Regions from separate parts of the Ovis aries genome. Here region 1 is linked to region 2. A link is a contact called in public Hi-C data. All regions are on one chromosome and are shown on one strand. The core of a region is the stretch at or near the end of the contact, and the rest is flanking DNA. Distances in the headings are between cores, read along the strand shown.

What was found. A called contact is a pair of places that touch in the nucleus more often than the background predicts.
Region 1: a contact with region 2 is called in a Hi-C map of tail adipose tissue, with 2.6 times the contacts expected there. The contact joins the promoter of FBXO31 here to the promoter of MTHFSD in region 2. A contact is called at or near these places in 2 of 16 Hi-C or Micro-C datasets (muscle and tail adipose tissue).

What each region holds. Positions count from the first base shown.
Region 1 is chr14:12,502,133-12,506,152 of ARS-UI_Ramb_v3.0, forward strand. It overlaps FBXO31 (F-box protein 31), which reads right to left and starts at 2,061. Exons shown (of 7, transcript XM_042231526.1): 1 at 1,696-2,061. The coding sequence starts at 2,044.
Region 2 is chr14:11,917,978-11,922,009 of ARS-UI_Ramb_v3.0, forward strand. It overlaps MTHFSD (methenyltetrahydrofolate synthetase domain containing), which reads right to left and starts at 2,377. Exons shown (of 8, transcript XM_060397897.1): 1 at 2,311-2,377.

The sequences.
Region 1 (4,020 bases), core at 811-3,310, 580 kb after region 2:
AGGAGGACTTTTCATATTTCCACTAGAAGTTGTAAGAACCTGTCCTGAGCTGTACCTCTGGTTAATTTTACCCTGTGGCACACCTCTGAGCTTTCTGATCACACGCAAGTCTTGTTAGCCTCTGTTCCTACATATCCTACAGTTTCCCCAGAGACAACCCCCTGGAGACCACCACACAGGTTTGGCTGACTGATGGAGAAACTCACAACGCTCAAAGCAACATCTGTGACAAATCTGGGATTCACAAGGGTACAAAATGCAAAACAAACCAAACGAAAAGGTGGAATTCTCTTTGCCTCTGAAAGAGGTGAAATTAAAATGGCCGTGAAGCATCATCACCAGTTAGGGTGTGAGGGCTTCATCTGTTATCATCTCATTTTACCCTCAAAGTCACCCTATGGGGGCAGCACTTCCCAGTAACAGTTGGGCCAGGGAAGCAGCGTGTCCAGGATCTCAGCAGATAAACAGAGTCTAGTCACCGACGACCAATCCTGACCAATCCTGAGGGCTGACCACTGAGCTTTATGGTAGAAAGATGATGAACTGACTGACCTCCCTCTGGAGAGGATTCAGAGAAAGAGGCCATCTCGTGAGGTCTTCCTGGGGGTGTAAATACCAACAGCTGGGCAATGAGTTGTAAGGTGTTATCAAGATGCACAGCCTCCCTGCTGCCCACAACCCCACTTTGGAAAGTTACACCCCAAGAAGATAGTCTCAGAAGTTCTAAAAGGTACATGTAAGTCCCATCAATTCCTATAAAATGCACAAGGCAGTCTCGATGGCACAAGGAAAAACTGCAAGCTTAAAAGTCTAACAGTAAAGGACTAGCCTGTGGCATACACAGGCAGTGGAACACTATGAAGTTTTTTATACTGAATCTTCTGAGATCATAAATGATACGGTCCCATTTACGGAAAAATGTGTACATGACTCCACATGTGCATACGGTGAGACGTTTCCCAAAATTTTAAGAGTGGCTCATCTTTGATAGCAAAGACCTCTGATGATTTTTTACTTTTTTCCCTTTTTGTCCTTCATTGTTTGGTTTTTCTTCTTACCTATCCTTTTTACCGAAACTCTAGAGTTTAGTGAACAGCAGAGATCTGTCAACGTTTAAATGAATACAGAGCCCTGAACTCTGGGTTAAGTAAAGCTGTTTTCAGGGGATTTGTTACAAAACTATTCACCACCCTCACTTCGGACATCAGCATCCCTTGAGCGGGGCATAAGCGCCCTCCAGCAATGCCTGCCTCACAACCCACCGCTTCACAGACCAGGTCCTCGCCCTCGAGACCGTCCAAACCCTCGGGCTCCCCTAACTATTCAAGTTCACCCTCATCGATCTCGTCAGCTCCGCCCCCAGGGACCGGGAACCGAGAAGGGTGTCACAGACGTCAGCTAGTTCCCCGGCCTAAACCCAGCCCCAGCTCGCGTCGCTGCCCTCGGCGTCCTGGCCCCCGTAGCTGGGGGACCCCCTCACCCGTCTCTGAGCACCCCATGAACTCCGCCGCGCCCGGTACCCGCGCCCGCATCTGTGGCAGCGGCCCCCGGGGTCACAGCAGCACCCGGTGGCTGGGACCTTCCGCCAGGGATCCTTGTTCGATGGCAACTGCCCTTCCAGAGCTGGTGGGGACCCCACCCTAGCCCCTCCCAGTCAAGCCCCCTGGGGCCCAGGCCCCGCCCCGGCGCACTCACCCTCCCGGCAGCGCCGCCTCCAGATGGTGTCAGTGTGCAGAATGCGTCGGAACTTGGTGCAGACCTGGGCCAGGCTGGGCAGGTCGGTGCCGGGCAGCGACGCGAAGATCTCCACCAGCAGCTCGGGCGGCAGCTCCAGCAGCGAGCATCGCGGGGGCGACGAGGGGCCCGCGCTCCGGTCGTCCCCCGCCCCGGACAGCGCCGCCGAGCCCGCCTCGATGAGCTCCTCCTCGGGGTCCGTGTCCGGTTCGCTGTCGGCCGCTGCGGTCTCGGCCGGGCCCCGGCGCTGCTGGCGGCGCCGGCATCCCCGCGACGGGCCCACGCCGCAGAGGCGAGCGCACACCGCCATGCCGGCGACTGACGGCCGCCGCGCCGCCGCCGCCAGTGCGCACGCGCCGCCCGAGAGCAGAGCCCCGCCCGCCCGGCCGGAGAGCCAGGCCCCTCCACGCCGCGCCACGCCCCTCCAGGGAGCCTTATTCCCGCCCCTCCAAGGAGCTTTATCCCCGCCCCCAGAAACGCGGAGTCCCGCCCCCCTGGGGAGCGGAGCACCACCCCTGGGAGAGCCCTGCCTCGCCACGCCCCGTCAGAGAGCCAAGCCCCGCCCCAGGGAACCAAGGCACGCCCCTGGGGTTTGAGGCCCCGCCCCGCCTGACAGCTAAGCCACGCCTCTAGTACGTTGCCGACGTCCCTGTCTGGGGCTTGGCCACGCCCACTAGGGGGGACCCGAAGAGTCTTGGGCTCGCGTGGCCGGAAAGCCCCTCGCCTCGACCGCCCTTCAGGGTTCATTAGGTCCCTCTTCTCGCAGCCCCACCCGTCCCAGGCGGCCCCGGCCTCCGCTCACCTGAGGACTGCGGGCCTCCCGTCGCGAGCGCGGACAGAGCACGGGAAAGGAATGTCACCGACAAACGCACGACGGCCGCCCCTTCCCGACTGAGCGCACACGACGGGGTAGACAGTAGATGGCGTGCTGCCGGTTGTGAGGGCCGAACTCACCACCTCCTGAGTACGGGACTGGAGCTCTCCCAGAGGTCACTCTGAAGACCCTACGAGGGACCCCCCCCCCACCTCGCCCTCGGAGAATGCCTCGGGAAGGCCCGAAGGCCCCTTCCAGAGCTCCCCCCAAGGATCCCCAAAGAACCCCCTGGGAAGACCCAGAGGACCCCCAGGGAAACTGGAGGACCCCCTCTCTCAAGGACCCTCTGGGAAGGCCTCAAGGAGCCCCCAAGAATCCCCCTGAAGATCCCCAAAGAACCATCCAGGGAAGCCCGAGGACACCCCCACAGGATCGTCCCAGGAGGGCCCCTAAAAAGACCCCTGGGAATTCCAAGAACTCTCCAGAAAGGCTCTGAGGACCCTCTGGAGAATCCTCCAAAAAGGCCTGGAAGAGAGTCCTCCTACAACCCCCCCATGAAGGCTCAGAGGATACCAGCCTCGGACCCTTCAGGAGGAGCCCTCTTAAAACCCTCAGGACCTCTAAAACCCCCGTGAGCACCCTTCCATGAAGAACCTCCCAGGATAGCCCAGAGAACACTCTTCTGAGGACCTCCCGGGAAGGCCTGGAAGAACTCCCCGCAGGATCCCAAGAACCCCACCAAAAGTTTCAAAGGACCCCAGTGTACACCTCAAGGATCCCCCCTGTGAGAACAATTCAGGATGCGCACAAGGATAACCACGCCACGTCTCCCCATGACCCAGAAGGGTCATATAAGGTGTGATTAGGGGAACAACACAAACTTATAGCACCTGGAACTAGTTAAGCCAAGTCGGACCCTAAATTATGCCTTTCTTTTATTTAAAAACTGACATTCACTTATTTCTACCCTGATTGCAATGAAAAGGGGAAATCACACTAGGTGGGTAGTCTGTATGATCTTCAGTTCAGTTCAGTTCATTTCAGTCGCTCAGTCGTGTCTGACTCTGCTACCCCATGGACTGCAGCACACCAGGCCTCCTTGTCCATCACCAACTCCTGGAGTTTACTCAAATTCATATCCATCCAGTCAGTGACACCATCCAACCATCTCATCCTGTTGGCCCCTTCTCCCACCTTCGATCTTTCCCAGCATCAGGGTCTTTTCAAATGAAATGGGTATATCTTTCCTTTTCTCCTTTGCTTTTCACTTCTCTTCTTTTCACAGCTATTTGTAAGGCCTCCTCAGACAACCATTTTGCCTTTTTGCATTTATTTTTCTTGATCACTGCCTCCTGTACAGTGTCATGAACCTCTGTCCATAGTTCTTCAGGCACTCTATCAGATCTATATGATCTTGCTGTGCCCTAATTACCTTGTTTACTGTGCTCTAGGGTACTGTGGGTTCTAGAGGG
Region 2 (4,032 bases), core at 1,127-3,626:
CTCCTGTCCCCCATTCTCTTTCCCTCAGAGGGCGCCCCAGACAAGCAGCTACATATACTACACTGAGTTCTGTTGCTGTTTACTTATTATCCTGCAGATTGGCCTGCACGGTATATAAAAAGCACCCTCACACTTTTCTGCAATTGCGGGTAGGTCAAATTTTATTCAAGCAGTCCTTGACTGATGGGCAGGGGGCTTTCCAGCCTTGCTACTGACACATGCCTTTACAGACCTCGCCAATTTATAATGATTTATTAAAGGTTTACATGTAGTTTTATCATGTTCAGGGCCAGAGCCAAAGGTTTCCAGTGCTTATGCCCTCAGGCTAGACACAGATCCCCTGGACCACCACCCATACCAGGCCCTTCACAGGTAGACCCCAGAGCGTCCTGGAACCCACTGCAAACACTCTGGTGCCTCTTGACCCTTCTGAACCAAGAAGGCAGAAATCAAGACTGCAGATTCATGTGTATTTAGGGAACAAGCATCTCCAAGGATGCAGGACTACAGTGCTGTCAGCCTGGTTGAGGCCATGTAGGCAGCTTCCAGGACTTGGCTTGTTCTTTCCTGCTGGGAGCTCTGCATTTTCTGGTCTCTGCCGGAAGTCTGTTCTACTCCCTGTCAGTCAAACCCTCACTCTTCAAGGCCTAGCTTTAGCACCACCCCCAGGAAGTCTCCCCTCCATGCTGCTCCAGTGCTCTGAGGATCCCTGACACTGAGTGTGGAATGAGCTGCAAAGCCCTGTCGTCCGCTTCAGCCTCATCTCCTGCCACCCCCCACCATGAATTTAAAAAGGGGCCCAATGTTGGTCCCTGGCCTCACACATCTGTACCCCTGTCTTTTTCAGGTCTTTGTACCTCCTCTCCTGTCAGGGCTAGCTGAGACAGACATTCCTCCTTTGGGACCTCTGATTCTTGAGGAACCCCAAACACCCTATTTTGTTTTTTGTGTTTTTTTTTTCAAAACAGAAACCATTAAAACAAATTCCCTGGTGGTGCATTGGTAAAGAACCTGCCTGCCAATGCAGGAGACACGGGTTCGATTCCTGGTCCAGGAAGATCCCACATGCCGAGAGACAACTAAGCCCAGGAGCCACAACTATTGAGTCTGTGCTCTAGAGCCGGGGAGCCACAACTGAAGCCTGAACCCTCTACAGCCTGCGCCACAAGGAAAGCAGCCTCAATAAGAAGGCTGTGTCCTGCATGTAGAGAGCATCCCCTACCTGTCACAACCAGAGAAAAGCCCCTGCAAATAACGAAGACCCAGGACAGCCAAATAAATAAACACTTTTTTAAAAAAAGCCACGACATTACTTTCACTAACAACTCAGAGGTCCAACAATATCCCCAGCACTGTGCAGGTCGCTGTGTGGGACCCAGGAATTGTAGGCATTGTGGCCCTTGCTCCAGAGTCAATTAATCATCACATCTGAGTGACTCCCATTTAGAAAGCAGTGGGCTAATTGCAAGGGGAGGGAGAGAATAAAAGGGCAGCGCCCTGCCCTTGGAAAGTTACCAAAACATGGGAAATAATTAGGATAATAAAAGGCGACATATATTAATGTGAGAAATGCATGAACCCTGTTCTGTAACTGCCCGTCAGGTCAGCCTGGGTCTCCCTCCTCCTTCTACCTCTAGCCCCAAGCGCAGTCCTGGCACTTGGCAGGCATCTCCAAAGGTCTTTGTTACCATTCCACCGAGCTACCAGCACCTGTTTCCTGTGCTGTTCCATGCTGCCCGGCCAGTAACGGAGGAGGGGATTTATTCACATTTCTCCAAATCGGCTTTAACAGACCGTGGGGGCAGCGAGAGCCTCAGTACCATCTTTGCCAGGCAATCCTGCAATCAATCACCGAAGCTCAGGGGCTCTGGGGCGAGCCTCCTCAGGGCCTGGGGCAGACGACACAGGAGGCAGAGCTCATCTGGGGGGAGGCGGGTGCGGAAATGGACACCACCACCTACCCAGAAGGCAGCCCCGCTTCTTCTACCTACTCCACCGACAGCGTCCCGACCCCGCTCAGAACCCTCGGAGACCCCGCCCGTCCATGTCCCCTTCTGTCTCTGGCGGTTTCTCCGCCCAATCCCTGGGGACTCCTCCACGACCCCTTGCCGGTCCCTCACGTGACCCCTCCGCGACCCCCGGTCCGTCTCTCAGGCGGCCCCTCCGCGTCCCCCGCCCGACACTCAGGTGGCCCCTCAGCCTTCCTTGGCCCGTCTCTCAGGTAGCCCTCAGCGTCCCCTGCCCGACTCTCAGGTGGCCCCTCCGCATCCCCCGCGCGTTTCTCAGGTGGTGCCCGGGGCCGCCCCTCACCCGCCCTCGGCTCCATGGCGACGCTGTCAGTGCGCGACACCTCGCTCGGCGGAGTCCCGCGCGAAGTGACGTCACCGGTGCGCGCACTCCCCGCGCCTGCGCACTAGTCTGGACCCGGGGTGGGGGCACGGTGGCCTCGCCGCAGAGGCCTGGTGGGAACGCTCCGCTGCACGCATGCGCGTGCGAGTCCGCGCGCTGGGAGGAGGGTGGTGGGTGTGGTCTTGAAGGTTTATTCTCAATCAGGCGAGCACTGAGCGCTAGGTCTGACAGGCATTTGCCAGGAGCTGGGTGGGCAGAAGAGGAGGCTACCGAGTGAACACCCGTAGCCTGTCCGAGCCCACTGCCAGTTCAAACACACCCACCTCCACTTCTAGTCCCCAGAGGCCCCCTACTCCGAGAAGCCGACCGGGATTGCTCCTCCATGACTCAATTCCTCCCCTGTGAGACTCTACAGATGTTAAATGGCACGGTCTGTTTTCTGCTCCCTCTCTTCTCTCCGCATCATCTTCACACAAACATCTCCTAAAGTGCTAAAAAGTAAATAAATAGAATAATAAATAATTCTAATAACAGAAGCTGGCTCCCAAGAAGCTAGATTCCTTCCCCGCTGGGGAGTGAGTCACTCTGCTTCGTTCAGTCCTTTGTAGGCCCGTAGGATCTCCCTCTCTTGTGGTCACCGTGAGACCCAGTGGTCACTTTGAGGGAGGATGGTGATTCTAAGCCTGATGTATTTCCTGGAGCTCAGAATACCCAACCCACAGTCTGCAGGCTCGGTGAAAAACAGCTTCCTCACCTCTTTCTTTCCCTGCCCTGTCCAACAATCAAAGCCCTGTCTGCACCTCCCAGGGAGCAGTCTGCTTTTTCTGGGCTCTGATAATGAATCCTTTTACCCCACAGGGTTAATTACAGGCTTGTAAGTTGCTGGTATAAAAAACTAAAATATCATAGACATTGAGTCATGTGTTCAGTCATCCCTTCACGCATACACTCTTGACTGTGTATATATATAGTCAGGAAATTATATAAATGTATGTTTCCACATAGACTATTTACATAGAAGTTTGTGTTTTAACTTTTTGAGTTGTCTCTAATTTCCAAGACACTAACCCTAATCTTAAAGAGGCAGCAAAGTAATGAGTTAAGAGATCCCAATTCCCTCACTTGTAGCTGAAAATTTGGGGTTACTTAAAATCTCTAGACCTAAGTTTCCTCACCTTTAAAATGGTGATAGTAACAGTTCAGTTCAGTCGCTCAGTCATGTTCGACTCTTTGCGACCCCATGAATCGCAGCACGCCAGGCCTCCTTGTCCATCACCAACTCCCAGAGTTCACTCAGACTCACGTTCATTGAGTCAGTGATGCCATCCAGCCTTCTCATCCTCGGTCGTCCCCTTCTCCTGCCCCCAATCCCTCACAGCATCAGAGTCTTTTCCAATGAGTCAACTCTTCGCATGAGGTGGCCAAAGTACTGGAGTTTCAGCTTTAGCATCATTCCTTCCAAAGAAATCCCAGGGCTGATCTCCTTCAGAATGGACTGGTTGGATCTCTTTGCAGTCCAAGGGACTCTCAAGAGTCTTCTCCAACACCACAGTTCAAAAGCATCAATTCTTCAGCGCTCAGCCTTCTTCACAGTCCAACTCTCACATCCATACATGACCACAGGAAAACCATAGCCTTGACTAGACGGACCTTAGTTGGCAAAGTAATGTCTCTGCTTTTCAA